Linked DNA regions of Drosophila melanogaster: region 2 is linked to region 1. A link is a contact called in public Hi-C data. All regions are on one chromosome and are shown on one strand. Each heading gives the region's core, a stretch centred on a gene start, on an enhancer-like site or on the middle of the called end of the contact. The rest is flanking DNA. Distances are from core to core; before and after follow the strand shown. Region 1 holds the start of CG4768. Region 2 holds the start of CG5800.

Region 1 (7,314 bases), core at 2,622-5,121:
TTTCTGGGGGTGTCTCTTATTTTGTTGTTATTTACACAGCTTCATTTGTCGTTTGCATAATGCAAAAAAAAAATATATATATATATGTATACTATATTGGGGTTATGCATTTTACAATACCATTCACTATTACTGCTTCGCTTAATCGTAATCGTAAATCAGACGCACAGCTGGCATATAACAGATATCGTACTCCTAAGCTTTTCACTCCGTTCGCATTAATGCATGATGACAATGATTAACAGTTTGTGCCCACCATCGGCATTATCCTTATAACATAAACATCTTCTGGTGTCATTACAATCGACATGACTTTTTTCTTAAGTGCTATCAACTAAAACATAACTTAACCCTATTCATGCGTGTGATTTTTGTGTGTTTTACGTACATTTGCTGCATGTATGTGCACAAAGTGGGTGGCTAAAAGTGGGTTGATTTTATAAAAAAAAAAATACGGTAGGCAATTCTTAAACTGAAAATCTTAACATAAAGTTACTACTTATGTTCTCGTTCTCGCAAGCCTTCGACACAATTCGCTCGCAGTGGCCTTTATATTTTTCCTTTTCATTTCCATTTTCATTTTTAATCAGACGAGGTGGAGTAGCTAGATGGTGTCCTAGTGACCGGGAGCTTGGCTTTGGGCTGGGATCGCAATTGCAATTGCTTGTGGATTACATGAAGCGCTGGCGTTTACTACTGTAGTGGCAAATGTCCATTTTGTCGTCAATGGGACTCCCGGGACGCTTGCAATGTCGCGCGATTTCGTTGGCGACAAATGCCAATAGTTCCGGGCCACTAAAATATATAGGTTATTGATGAGTTATCTTTGATTTGATTTGATTTGGGATCGTTTGCTTATAAAAACAAGTTCATAAAGCTTCCGCTAATAACATAACTTTCTGAATGTTTTCGACAGTCTTTAAATTTTTTAAAAAGATCACAAAAACTGTGTGTGCAATTCAGGATGTATTCCTTTTGCGCTTCTTGTTCAGAAATTTCTTTTGTTATTAGCTAAACTTGCAGTAGCTGAGAACTTGATAATCTCAAATGTCTGATTAATACTAACCGTGGCCGCAAAACCAAGGCCTCCTTGAACGTGTGCAAGTCATCGCCGATTCCGCCGCCGGGGGCACCGCCCGTTCCCTCCTGACGGCCACCGGCTGCTCCGGCGGACAGCAAGTGCCCACCCCCGGCAGCCGTGAGCGGACCACCGGTCAGGCCCAATCCGGAGCCGTGGAATCCCAGGCCAGAGCCACCACTGCCACTCTGGTGGTGATGCTCCGGCTTCGGCGAACTGCAAGAAACCGAAAAAAGTGAGCAGTTTTAATTGTGCAAATGGCAACGGCGACTCACCGACGATTGGCATGTGGATTTGAGTTGCATGGCGGTAGTGGCTTTCCGGCCAAATAGGCCAACAGATCCTCGCGGCGAATCATGCGGCGTTTTTTGCTTCGCGCCCAATCGGCCAATTCGCGAGTGCGTCTTTGGTAGCCGCATTGAATGGCAGCGTCGCTGGTGCGTTTGAGACCATCACATGATTCTGGAGGAGATCGGGAGACACGGATCGGATTAGTCAAGCCGGAACTATTTGGAGAAGCGACATGGACTCACCTTTGTAGAGTGTTGTCACAGTGCCAGCTGCGGTCTGGAAGGGCAGCCAAAGGGCGCCTGTGTCTGAGGAAAATGTGTTCGATGAGCGTTCTGTGGAATATGGAGAAATATGTTATTTATCATATACTATCGTACTTCTGAGGGTTATAAATTTGAAATCTATTCGTTGCTTGTGGATCTCTTCTTTTTAGTGTATGGATTTATCCCTTTAATATGAATAAGTCATTATTTCCCCCCTTTTTTTTGCGTTTTAATCATAAATTTCATAGGTTGGTGTAGAACTGCTGATCCTAAAGTATGTGATCGATTTAAGAATCCAGTTTCAACTACCTAATCCCTACTATGGAATATAAAAGAGCAATAGTCGACAAAATATAATGTGGTTATTATGTTTATATCAGATGCTTTATGCGAACTACTGGTATTTATTAGTTATTTCCCTCATGGAAAGAAAATTGATACGTAAACAAAATTTAACTTGAGTCATTGCTTGATAATTCTAGGAAACAAATAAAAAATGATTTTGTTATCTTTATGTTTCTGAAATATTAAATTATATATACAGGATGTACGGACATAGTGGAATGAAATGGCGAACACGAAATCCCTGCAAACCGTTTTTCCTTGTGGAAAGTGAACAATAGCAACAAACACCTACGACCTGTCGATCGTCTTCTTCCCTCTCTCATTCTCTCATTTCACGGTTGACCCCTGCTCCTTGCACACCTGCTGCACGAAAGGACGAAAAAGGACGAGAGGGAGACAGAAGGCAAGAGAAGAGCCGTTATCGACCCGGAGTAAGAGGAAGAATGCGGTGCAAGAGGGATGGCAATAGGCACTCGAAGTTATTTGCAAGCAAAATAAAAAAAAAAACAAGAATTTGAAAGCAAAGAGCATGGGAAATTAATCTTCCAGCGATTTTCCCAACTTCATTTTGTTTTGTATTTCGCTAGCCGAAAACAATGACGAAAGCAAAACAGCTGTTCGACTCTCTCACACACACACGCATGCAAGCAAACAGATGAGCCTGTACGCACATGTTGATTAATGATATCAACAATAACAGCAACAACACCACAGTCGGCAGCAACAACAAATGGGGGGCAAAAAAATTCTAAACGGTGACGCCTCTGCCCTTTTCTTCCTCGTGCTCTCCCTATTTTTGATTGCTATTGCACTTGCCATCTCTCTTTTCGCACCGTCTCGTTCTCTCATTCTTTTGCTCCCTGTTCTATTGCATCCCTCTTACCCCCCCCCCCCCCCATTATCAACAATATTGCCCATAAACCATAACAAAAACAACAAAAGCAACATGAGCCCTTTCTGCATTTTGATAATGCGTAGTATTGAGGAGCGACCGAAAAGGGAAGTTGCATTTTCATCATGAAAGCCGGGCTGCTGCTACCCCCTACTTTTCTTCTTCTTCTTCTCCTGGCTGTTCTATTAATACCTCGCCCAAAACTATTTTTGAAGAGAGACCACACAACACACACACGAACACACACATGGACGCAGATAGTCAGACGGAATGGAAACACAAAGAATAGCAACAAAAAATAAGCATGGAAGCCTACGCCCTTGGAAGGAATAACGGGATCTATATCCCCCCCAACCATCAAATCCTCTCAATAGCAATCAACTCACCTCTGTACAGCTGTGCAACGGCGGTGGCCGAATCTTGGAATGCTCCCCAAACAGTGCCCAGATTGTTATCCCGCTGACGCACAAACTCCCGTTCGTATTCATCGTGCTGACCGTGGATTTCTCGGTGACACTGCTCCTCCAGCCAGCTCTCCTCGCCTCCGGACTCCGGTTGTTGTTGCATTTCTCTCTCCTCTAACTCGCTCTCTCGCCTTGTGTCCCTTCCAAGTTACGGGTTCCTTCCCGTTCCGGCAAATGTGCCTGGACAATCTTCTTCTTGCGCTGCTCCTTTTCTGCTGCTGCTTCTTCTTCCTCCACTGGCGCTGCTGCTACGACGACACACGCACACACACACTCGCACGCGAAATGAAACGCACCAACACACTCGCACGCACTTTGGACCAAACTCTTGGTTTCGATATCGGATTTAGCCAGGAAATCGGATGGCAATCCTTCGTTTCGACCGTCTGCCCAAGAAGGAGCTACTCTGGACGACCGGTTGGGAATGATACTAATTTATTTATCGCACGAACGTAAAGCGAGCAACACTTTTACGTAGTAAACCAGCACAAAAAAGAACGACACTCAGCGACGGCGTTGCTAGATCTGGAAAAACTGTCGAGCCACCGCTGCTGGCATTCTAGTTCGATTTTCAATCCGGTAGCAGGTTCTGATCCTGGTGAACCAGTCACTTATTTTTTACTTTTTAAAATTAAAGATAATACAAATAAAAATTCCAACTAATGCCTGGTGTAAAATTATTGAATTAAATATGAAGTGTTGCATTTTATTTTGGAACTAATTTATCTATAGGCTCCTAGGCTTACAAAATTGTTTTGATGTGGCGAACCAGTCACGAATCACTATGTTCCTAAAATATTTTAGATTGTTATTTAAAAATAATAGAAATCATTATTACAAACTATATTTTGTGCTTGAAACTGTAATTTTATGATACTAAAATACTCTTCTTTATATGTTGCGTTTTGGAACATAAAAACTATATAACGTTTATGTTTTTTATGTTGTAGTCTTTGTATACTTAATATTGATAATCCAATCTGGCTGGCGTACATATATATATATATATATATATATATATAATTTGTGAACCAGTAAAAAATTCATAAAAATAATGTTGCCATCTGTTAAACGTTAAACAATTTGCACACATATGTATATATATCGCCAATACTATTGAAGAACTTGAATTAGTGCATTACTTTCATAGTTATTGCCTAAGTTGTATGCCAAATAAGCTGTATAGGCATTTGAATAATTATTTTTTAGATAGCCAACGACCTAAAAAAAAATATTTATTTGTGCAAAATTTAAACTCTAGTTTAAATATACCTAAATGTTTATGGCGCTAAAAGCCACCTTGTAGTGCACCATAAAATCGTCTTCTTATTACACATAACTAAAAAAATGTCTAAATATTTATTATGCGTTTTAATGGTTCCAGTTCCGTGGAACCAGTTCCGGATCAGCATGTATGTGGATCGCAGTGGCAACGCCGCGCTCTGCACGTTTTTAAAAGCCGGCCAAATTCAGTCCCAAACGAATTCAAAACAAATCGAAAGGATCCTTCCCAGCGAATACCCAGGATGTTCCATAACTCAAATTTTTTCGAGCCGGGCAAATCGAAGCCAGAGCGAAGCTTCGTCCAATTGGCGGTGAAGCAAAACCAACGCCTCGATGGGCGGCGCTCCAACGAGTCCCGCGATGTGGAGCTGACCTTCGGCAAGGATTGGGGCTCCGTGGCGGTGTCCATGGGCGATACGAAGGTACTGGCCCAAGTGACCTGCGAAATGGGACCGCCGGCCTTGTCGCGGCCCAACGAAGGCAAAATCCACCTGAACGTATATCTTGGCGGTGTTGCTTTTCTGGACGAGGCGCATACCACACATGACCAGCGATCGCTAAAACTGAACTCCCTGCTCGAGAGGACCTTCCGCAGCTCTAGAAGCATCGATCTGGAATCTCTGTGCGTGGCCGTCGAGAAGCATGTGTGGTGCATCCGTGTCAACGTCAATGTGCTCAATCACGACGGGAATCTGTATGGTAAAAGCACCAATCTCAAGATGAAAAGCGTGATTACCTCACAAATGATCAAAAGCTATCAGTTGGAGCCATACTTTGGCCATACTTTCATTTTTAAAGAATAATCTTCATATTAGTTTTATATTTTTATATATCTATATATCTCAATTCTTTCTTATAGACGCCAGCACCATAGCCACTTTGGCTGCATTGATGCACTTCCGTCGACCGGATGTCTGGTATAAGGACGGCGAACTGCGCATCTTTAAGAAAAAGGAGCGCGAATTCATTCCACTGCTTTTCCACCACTATCCCGTCAGTGTAACCTACTGTGTTTACAAGAGCAGTGTGCAACCAATACTGGATCCTACGCTGCTGGAGGAGAACGCCGCCGATTCGGTAATTGTCCTGAGCTTTAACTCCTTCCAGGAGCTGTGCAGCCTGACTGCCGGAGGCACTGCACCCACAAATGCCCGCATCATCATGCAGTGTGCCCGCAATGCGGCGGTTCGTTGCAAGTCTCTGTTGAATTTCGTACGCAAAGCTTTGGCGCTGGACGAAGAGTGTCGATCGCAGGGCGATCAATCGGTCGATGGGCTGGTGGCACTGATTTTAAATACGGAGCACAAGTTGAGCTACAACAAACTGATGGGCAGACAGAAACAGGAGCAGCAACCTCCGCCAAGCGAGAAAATGCAGTTGGATAATAACGAGAGCAGTGAGACGCCTGTGGCCAACGAAGAGCCGTCCAAAGAGGAAAGTGCTGGCGCACCGATGGACACCAGCGACTGGCTGCCACACGATGAGGACTCCCAGGAACTGCCCATGCGCTCGGAAGCAAGCCCATCGAAGGCAGGCCTTAAAGGCAAACAAAGTCGCGGCAAATACAAGGCGAACAAAAAGACACCGCCGAGGAAGCAAAGTAAGTTGGCAATCATGGCTGGAGTCCCATTAATAACGCATTGATTCTTCTCCAGATCACAGCGACTCCGAGGAGGAAGCCAAGCGATACATCTAGCCGTTGTGATAGTCGTGTAGTTAAGAGAAAATGCTTTCTATTAAGTTTTATTTAGGCTTATATGTATGGCTAAAATCAGTCTAGGCTTTAACATAAATCGTTTAATGCGTAATTCCAATTGATTTGTGGAACCGATGTTCGTCTAAGTTAGGCTTAAACTAGAGCTCTAAATATATCTCCAAACCGCCGGGGCAAACGACACGATGTTTTAGTTTAAATATTGCAAATTATTTCGTTCGTTATTTCTCTGTTTGTAGCGATAATTGGTATTGGCTTCCGGATTCAATTTGCTTTCACATTGAAGTCTAATTGTGTTTTGATTCGCTTAAAGTATCTGGTTACTACTAACTGATGTCTAGCCAGAGCCCCACTTCACTTAACATGATGTATAATACAAACGATCAAATAAACATGTCTTTAAGCCTAAGAATACGAATTGCTATTTGATTGAGTGTGTTGTGTTTTCTGTTAATTCTCTTGTAAATTTACATAGTTTATTTAATGTAGTGCGTGTATAAAGAGCTATTAACAACGGACCAAGGCTACAAATAGTTTTTGTAAATTTCTTTTTTAATATTAGACTCACTTTCGCAACATACTAGTTTATTTATTTTTAATTTTTGTTTGTTTTGTTTTTCGTGGGAGCACCAGTTGCCTTCTTCCTTACGTTCTTTCATTGCTGTTTTACTTTTCGCATATTACTTGTGTTCCGGGGAGTCGGGGGAAAGGCTTAAGGGTTTGGGCAGTGGTGGCTTATGGGTATAGGATTGGGTTTCTTGGGGGTCACACGGATGAGGATGAGCCATTGCACTATCAATATTCTCGTTCATCCCTATTCTGGTCAACAATGCCGACGTCCAGCAAATGCAGCAACAATGTGAGAAGTTTGGTTGTTAATTTCTTTTGATCGGCAGTTGGCCAGCGTTAAAAGGAGTAGACGTCGTCGGCGTCCTCCTCCTCCCTCCGCCCGCCGACGCGCCTTCAGGTGGTGTCGTTGCCAA
Region 2 (7,314 bases), core at 2,242-4,741, 840 kb before region 1:
GAAATAAGCACTCCAAATGAAATTTACAACAAATAACGAGAGAAAAAGAAAAGAACAGAAAAACTTAACCATTATATAGTATAATTTGTATAGATGTGTGTCTATTGCATTATTTGTACACGTACATATATACGCTAAACTGAAACAAAAACATAAAACATTGAAAAAAAAAACAAGCAAATATGTCTAAACGAAACGAAACAAAGCAAAAAAAAAAGCAAAACAAATCGAACAAAAAAAATTGTAATTGACGTGATGTGTAATGATATTTTTAAAAGCAAATTTTATGCCACGCCCATGCCACGCAGCCACGCCCCCTTTTCAAACCGAAAAGAAGTCTCCTCCCTCTCCCCATCAAAAACCAAACCCTTCCCGCGCAGAATCCAGCGAATCCCCGTACCGCCACCCCCGTCCGAACTCCACCACTCACATCCACGTTGCGGATTCTGGATGCCGGATACGCCAAGTCAGATGGGTGACCACCGCTCCTGGGCTCCATCCGATGGGCTGGTAGCGGTGTGGAGCCGCCACAACCGAAAGACGAGGAAAAACATAATGAAATCAAATCAAACGAAACAAAAGTAATAAATTTGTGGGCATTTTCCAAATATTTGTGAAGCATTTGAAAAGCGACTTTTTACTGGGGATAACAAAAAAGCATTTCAGAACATCCTCAGATGCAAATATATCTTTTTAGCTCCAAACTTCTTTATATAATTAAAGTGAAGTTTCCTTTAATTGAGCCCCATGAAAATAACATCGGTAATTGAAGTATCCATAAAAACAAACTTCTATTAAGCTACACGGTTATTTTTACAAAGTAGTTGGCATTAATTTATTCCCCCACTTAGCTACCCAAAAGACTGGCCGCTATGGCCTCCGTGTCCATTAGAGTCATCTTGTTCGTCAGCTTGGACTTTTTGTAGGCGGGTTCATCGTCGGAGACGTCGTCGTCGTCGCCGTCGCTGTCGTCAGCTTTCTCGTCATCGGATGCATCGCTGGACTCTGATTTGGATTCATTTCGATCCGAAGCGTTAGGCTTATTTTTGTAAACCTTATCGGGATCCGGCAGCCAGGAGAGGTCCACTGAATGGTCACTCTCACTGCCAGCATCGTCCGCATTGTCATCGTCCTGTTGCTCCTCTTCGTCGTCGCTGCCCTTGGCCTCCTCCGCCTTTTTCCGCAGCTTCTCGCGCTGCAGTTTGTGGCGCTTCTTGACCAGCTCCCGGAATCGCTGCTTGTCATATTGATCCTCCTCGGTGAGTAGCGCCTTGGACAGCACTAGATTAATGCCTCCATCGTCGTCGTCTTGGTTCACTGTTCTTTGCCTGGCACTCAAGGCCTTCATTTGGCTGCGATCATCTGCCATAGTTTCGCCCTCGTCATCGAACTTCAGCTTGGAGTTGACCTGCAGATTCTTCTTCAGCGCCTTCTTGGCCAGCGAGGCCTTGGTTACCAGCTTCTCGCGCTTGGGTACCACAAGTGGGGCCTCTGCCTCATTCTCAGTGTCATCCTCTTCGTCCAGCTTCACTGGCTCTCCTTCCACATCGTGATCCTTACGTTTCACCTTGATAAAGTCTTCGTCATCACTGTTCTCTTCATCCTCGTCACCGCCGCCAAAGCTCTGCTGCTTGGTCAGCTTGCTGAGCAATGGATTGATCGATTTTGCGTTATCACCCTGTTCTTTCTGCTGCTGTAGCTGCTTCTGGCGCCACAGGAATTTTTCGAGGAAGGGAACACGCGGCGTAACCGCCAAGCCGAGCGATTGGGCAAATGCATCTAGATCCAGGCTGAACACATTAAACAAGCGCTTGTTGCGCATCAGGAACACGGATTTTATGTAGGAGAGGAAGGCGCGCTGGGCGGTTGCCCTCAGTTCGGGAAATTGGGCCAGAAAGGCCTCGATCTTGACGCGCGGAGAGAAGAGCTTCTTGGGATCGATTTGCACACAACGAATGTCGATATTCAACTGTTCCTTAAGCGCACTAATCATGTACTCCTCCTCGCTGGGTGTCAAAACCAACAGACACTCGCCGCGTGTCTTGTTCCGCGCAGATCGTCCAGCTCGATGAATGTACTGTGAAACATCCTCCGGGCAGTCCAACTGCACCACCCAATTGACGGCAGGAAAGTCCAGACCGCGCGATGCCACATCAGTGGAGAACATAACGACGTGGCTCTTGCGAAGGAAATCCTCGTAGATGGCAATGCGACGATCCTGATGGAGCGTTCCATAGAGAGCCAGCAGCGGGCTACCCGGCCGCAGTTTACAAAATATCTCGTACAGGTACTTGGCCTGCTTGCAACTGGCCACGAACACAATGATCTTCTGCTTCAAATGGTTCTTGATGAACGACCACAGCATGGTGATCTTGTCCTCCAGGTTCAACACCACATAACTCTGCTGCAAAAGCTCAGGAACTGCCAAGACAGCTGTGTTCGGAGTCTTCTTCGTGCTGGCGCTGGGCTCTTCTCTTGGCGTCGCTCCTCCGTAGCCTACGTAGACCGGATCCTTTAGATTAAGCCTCGCCAAATCCTGCACCGTATTCGTTTGCGTGGCCGAGAATAGCAGCGTTTGACGCACTGGTGGGAAATTTTCTATGATTGAATTCAGGGTCTTCTGGAAACCCATATCCAAACAGCGATCGGCTTCATCCAGGACCAACATCTCCATGGTGCTCGTATTAAAGAGAGGATTCTCGTCCATGTGCTGCAGCAGCCTTCCGGGTGTGCAGATCAGTATGTTGCACTGGTCCATGCGAGTGCGCTCGAACTTCAGGTTCTTGCCTCCGATGATGAGGCCGGCGGAGAAGTCGTGGTGCTTTCCCACCTTCTTTAGGGTCTCGAAGATCTGGTAGGCTAGCTCGCGGGTGGGCGAGATGATGATAGCGCCAACGCCATCGGTGCGCGACCATTTGTTCATGAACAGATGCTCCAGAACCTGCAATAAATGGACCATTGCATATATAACTTACAGCCGGCAATTTCTTTCGAAGAAGGGACGAGGACCAACTTACGGGTATGAGAAAGGCCAGTGTCTTGCCACTGCCTGTGATGGCCGCGCCCAGCACATCCTTGCCCTGCAGTGCGGGTCCAATGCTGTCCCGCTGCACCTGCGTGGGATGCACGAATTTGGACTCCGCCAGTGCCTTTTGGGTCTTCTTGGACAGCGGAAACTGGGCGAACTTCTTAATGGCAGTAGCATCGATCTCTGCGTATTTGGTCTTGAGGTCCTGGATCTCCGCTTCGGTGGCGGCCAGTCGCGACTTGTTGATCTCCTGGCGCGGACGCTTCTGGCTGTTGTCGCCGCTTTTCCGGCCACCACCAGCTCCTTTGAACGTGCCGGATCCCGGCTTGAAACGCGAACCCGGTTTGCCGGGTCCCTTGGGTTTCTGGCGCTGCATACCCTCTGTTTATTGACCAAAATGCGGTCGTTTCGAAACGTATTGAAATTCGCACGCGGTTGGAATTAGGGATGAGAGAAGAAACGATTATTCAATCGATTAATTCGCATTTCAAGTCGAATGTATCGACCACTAATTTGTATTACCGTTTCTAGAAATTTGGAAAGAATTAATTTTCTTACTTTCTTACTTCGATTCGATCTCGGGATCTCGATTGATAAACATTAAATAAATATTCCCAGGAAATATAAATATATATATATTTATAAAACTGCATATCCCGACTTCGTGATTTTTTGTTTCTTGCAGTCTGGTAACACTGCCAAGTGTACAGTCGTCAAAAAACTCTATAAAGAATTTGTTTTGCTGGTACGCGGCAATTGAAATCGCCACCGTAGAGCAAATTGGACGTTGTCACACAACCGGATAAACAAGTGCATTATGGCCAAGGCGAGTAAGAAGGTGGCAGAAAGTAAGCGCAGGAACGGAGTCGCCAACGAGAGCGAAAACGAGGAGATTGACCAGCAAAAGTCCAATGGGACAGGTCGATCGTCCAGGAAGACGCCGAACAAACGAAAGGCCAAACTGACTGTGGCCTCTGACAGCGAAGACAGCGATTGCCAGACCTCTACCTCCAACGTGGATGTACCAGCTGCAAGGAACAAGCGCAAGGTGGGCAAGGCCAGGAACGCCACCACTTCGCCCCGCAAAAATGGCAAAAAAATCGTTATAGAGGATTCGGATGATGATGCTAATCATTCCGATGTAGACCCTAGTGCCGACAGTTCGCCAAGGAAGCCAAATATCAAACGCCAGACACGGCGATCCGTGCGCGGTGAAACGGAAGATAGCAATGAACTGCCCTCCACCTCCAAAGCCTCTGCACATGCATCAAGTCCGATCAAGAAGCGCAAGCTGAGCAGGGCTTCGACTTCTTCCGTCAAAAATGGCAAGAAGGTTGCTGAAAAGGATTCGGAATCCGATGTCGATGCTGGAACAGAGGATGAGAAATCAGCTCAACCCCAGGTGAGACATCAATTCGAGAAATCAAAAAATACTAGACCCAATTAGATATTGAACCCTCAGTAAATTCTACGAAATTCTAGTCAGCAATTACAAAACATTGAGACTCAAAACCTTTCGAAAAGGTTAGATTATGATGACTGTACTATTATTCGAAATCATTAGCGCTAACTGGCGTACATATAAAAATGTATGCTTTTAAAACATTACACTGAAACGCTGATGAGAAAGTGTAGTCAGTTGAGAGTAATTTCGTTATATGGCGGTTATCTTGGCCAAAAATGCCTCATACTTTAAGATTCATTTTATTTATAGGACAGTATTTTGATCAATGAAGTCCAACTTTTTTATCTTTGCTGCTTTGCAGAAGGTTGCAGCTAAATCGAAGTCCTCGCCAAACGCTAAGAAGGCTAAGGGACGTGGTCGACGGAACGCCGGCACCAAGAAAGCCGACGATTCAATCGACCCAGAAAAGCAATGGGAAGTCGAAAAAATTCTTGATCACGTTGCCACCAAGGAGGGCGACATGTTTAAGATCCGATGGAAGAAGTATGGACCGAAGGATGATTCCTGGGAGCCGAGTAAGAATCTGGCGTGCGATGCGCTTATCGAAAAGTTTATGCGGAAACAAGCAACCCAGGAGAACGTGGACGTTAAGGAGCTGCGCGAATCGCCCAAGAAGACCGAGCGCCTCGTCGATGAATGCTATCCCAGGACAAATCTGCACAATCGTATTGAACGCTCCTCGAAGCGCTCTTCCGCCAAAAACCGGTGCGTTTAATATCTCTATATACACAATAAGGTTAGAATAACGACACAGCTGTGAAGTATTAAATTCAGTTATTCCTCAGTTGATACTTTCAGTTTATATTTGCCCGTTTCGTTGCTTAATTTCACGCATTGTGTCTGATTTCTTCATTATTTTGTTTATAGTTTTGATATCCACACTCAACCATGTTACTCATATGTCAATAAACCTTTATACTTTCAGCATTTTCTACGGCGAGGAGTGAGGAAGGGCAACAAGGAAGGAAATCCATGTAGGAATTTAGTACACTTTTTTTTTTTTACATATAATATTACAACACATGCGGACCGAAGTACGCGGAAAGGTGACCCATGGCGGCTCCAGTTAGATTTTAACGGAAAATTTCCCTTATCGTTATTGGTTTTAAAAAAGCTCGCGGGCGGAGCCAATCCACATCATGTCCACAATCCTGACTATTGGCGGACAACTTTACGGGCAACACAAATAACTAAATATTAAATTCGGATTTTAGTACATAAGTAAAAAGGACAGGCAATCGACTGCATCACAGTGCGTACATACATGTAGTATTATATCTGGTTAATTGCACTCAACCAGCGTAGAATGTAAGGCATCATTTCTGTAGCTTTAGTTTTATCCTTTGAGTAATTGATGTTTGTATTGGTCAATTGCCACAGCTGAAAATAGCCTCTCAACTACTCTTCCAATCATCTTAATTCATAATATTCGTTCTTACGTACGTACGCCATTGTACATACAATTATAATGAGCGAACATTATAATTAGTAATGGAACATGCGTACGTATGCAATAGTAAACATCCATTATAATTAGCAATGGGAACCTGCCGTTTCCACTACAAAATAAAATCATTTATTGGTCAAGATATGAAAAACGCACATTTGGCTTGCATTGGGGTTCTGGCGATCTTCCACATCTAATTGAATGTACTAGTATTCTCGAGTTCGTTGGGAGTTATTATTTTATGTGTAACCTTTCAAAATGGAAACTTTCCAATGGAAAGTGAGCATATTTTTAAAAAAAAATCCAAAAATCCTTTATCAATGACCTCTATAAGTTGCTTAACATTTATTTAACTTTCGTTCGACAATCAGTGATAGGTTCTGCTCCTTGCTCATCCTCTACAGACCGGCCTGCAGACCAAAGCCAGGACCCTTGGGCTCCTCGCTCAGGGAAGTGGGCTCGCCCTTTGGCTCGCTGGCAAAGCGTCCGTTGCGTGGCCCAGGGGGCGATATCTTATCCGCCTTCAGGTCGTTCAGGATGTCCTGCATGTCCTTGGATGTCAGATCCTCCTGCAAAGTAAAAAAAAAACGTTAGCAATGTTTGCACAATATAGAGTCGATTTCAGCGCATTAAGATTGAAACGCTGGACGAGGCTGAGAGTGAAACTGGCGTTTCCTACAAACAAATGACCAGGAAACACATTTAGCAATTAGAATTGCTTACATAGTAGTCATCGTTGATCGCCACCATTGGCGCATTGACACAGGCGCCCAAGCACTCGACCTCCGAGATGGTGAACTTCCTGTCCTTGGTGGTGTCGCCGACGCCGATGCCCAGCTGCTTCTTGCAGGTCTCCAGGATGTCGTCCGATCCGCGGAGCCAGCATGGTGTGGTGGTGCACACCTGGATGTGATACTTGCCAGTGGGCTTGCGCATGAACATCGTATAGAAAGTGGCCACCTCGTAGACGCGCATATTGGGCAACTGGAGAATCTCGGCCACCTTGTGCATGGCAGAGATTGGCAGCCAGCCGTACTGGCGCTGTGCCAGATCAAGCAGCGGGATCATGGCGCCGCGCTTGTGCCCCTCCGGATAGATGCTGAGTATGGCCTCCACGCGCTTCTTGTTCTCCGCCGTGAACTCGAACGGGATGTTGGGATTATCCTCCGGTGTGTCGCGATGGACGAACAGATTGTCGCTGGCCCGGGCACTGCTGGTGGCAATTGCCCGGATGTTGGCGCGCTGCAAATAACAACACATATCCTTAATGTTATTGTTTTCCTGTCGCCAATTATATAACTCGGGGAACAGGTTGCCTTCCCTGGTTGACACCGCGAATTACTGGACAGTTTGGATGGCTGCGCTACTCACCAC

Evidence for each region. Hi-C and Micro-C count contacts between places; a contact is called where the count stands out from the background.
Region 2: a Hi-C map of the Kc167 cell line shows a contact between it and region 1, with 3 times the contacts expected there. The contact joins the promoter of CG5800 here to the promoter of CG4768 in region 1. A contact is called at or near these places in 29 of 107 Hi-C or Micro-C datasets (the D17-c3 cell line, the Kc167 cell line, the ML-DmBG3-c2 cell line and 10 more) and 1 of 6 datasets of contacts at active chromatin or transcription factors (the Kc167 cell line).

What each region holds. Positions count from the first base shown.
Region 1 is chrX:16,788,676-16,795,989 of dm6, reverse strand. CG4768 reads right to left here and starts at 3,871. Exons shown (of 5, transcript NM_001316633.1): 1 at 3,256-3,871; 2 at 1,612-1,701; 3 at 1,354-1,540; 4 at 1,067-1,294; 5 at 1-795. The coding sequence starts at 3,436. The coding sequence ends at 672. It overlaps Rrp45 (Rrp45,), which reads left to right and starts at 4,724. Exons shown (of 3, transcript NM_001298424.1): 1 at 4,724-5,316; 2 at 5,477-6,217; 3 at 6,273-6,585. The coding sequence starts at 4,860. The coding sequence ends at 6,313. It overlaps Sap30 (SIN3-associated polypeptide 30), which reads right to left. Exons shown (of 3, transcript NM_001298423.1): 3 at 6,346-7,314. The coding sequence ends at 7,295.
Region 2 is chrX:17,632,458-17,639,771 of dm6, reverse strand. It overlaps CG5800, which reads right to left and starts at 3,491. Exons shown (of 2, transcript NM_133002.2): 1 at 3,018-3,491; 2 at 769-2,941. The coding sequence starts at 3,404. The coding sequence ends at 848. CG8289 reads left to right here and starts at 3,728. Exons shown (of 3, transcript NM_133001.3): 1 at 3,728-4,430; 2 at 4,795-5,198; 3 at 5,419-6,081. The coding sequence starts at 3,846. The coding sequence ends at 5,440. It overlaps ND-24 (NADH dehydrogenase (ubiquinone) 24 kDa subunit), which reads right to left. Exons shown (of 4, transcript NM_133000.3): 2 at 7,312-7,314; 3 at 6,664-7,182; 4 at 6,263-6,509. The coding sequence ends at 6,339. RhoGAPp190 (Rho GTPase activating protein p190) reads left to right here. Exons shown (of 14, transcript NM_167573.2): 14 at 1-625.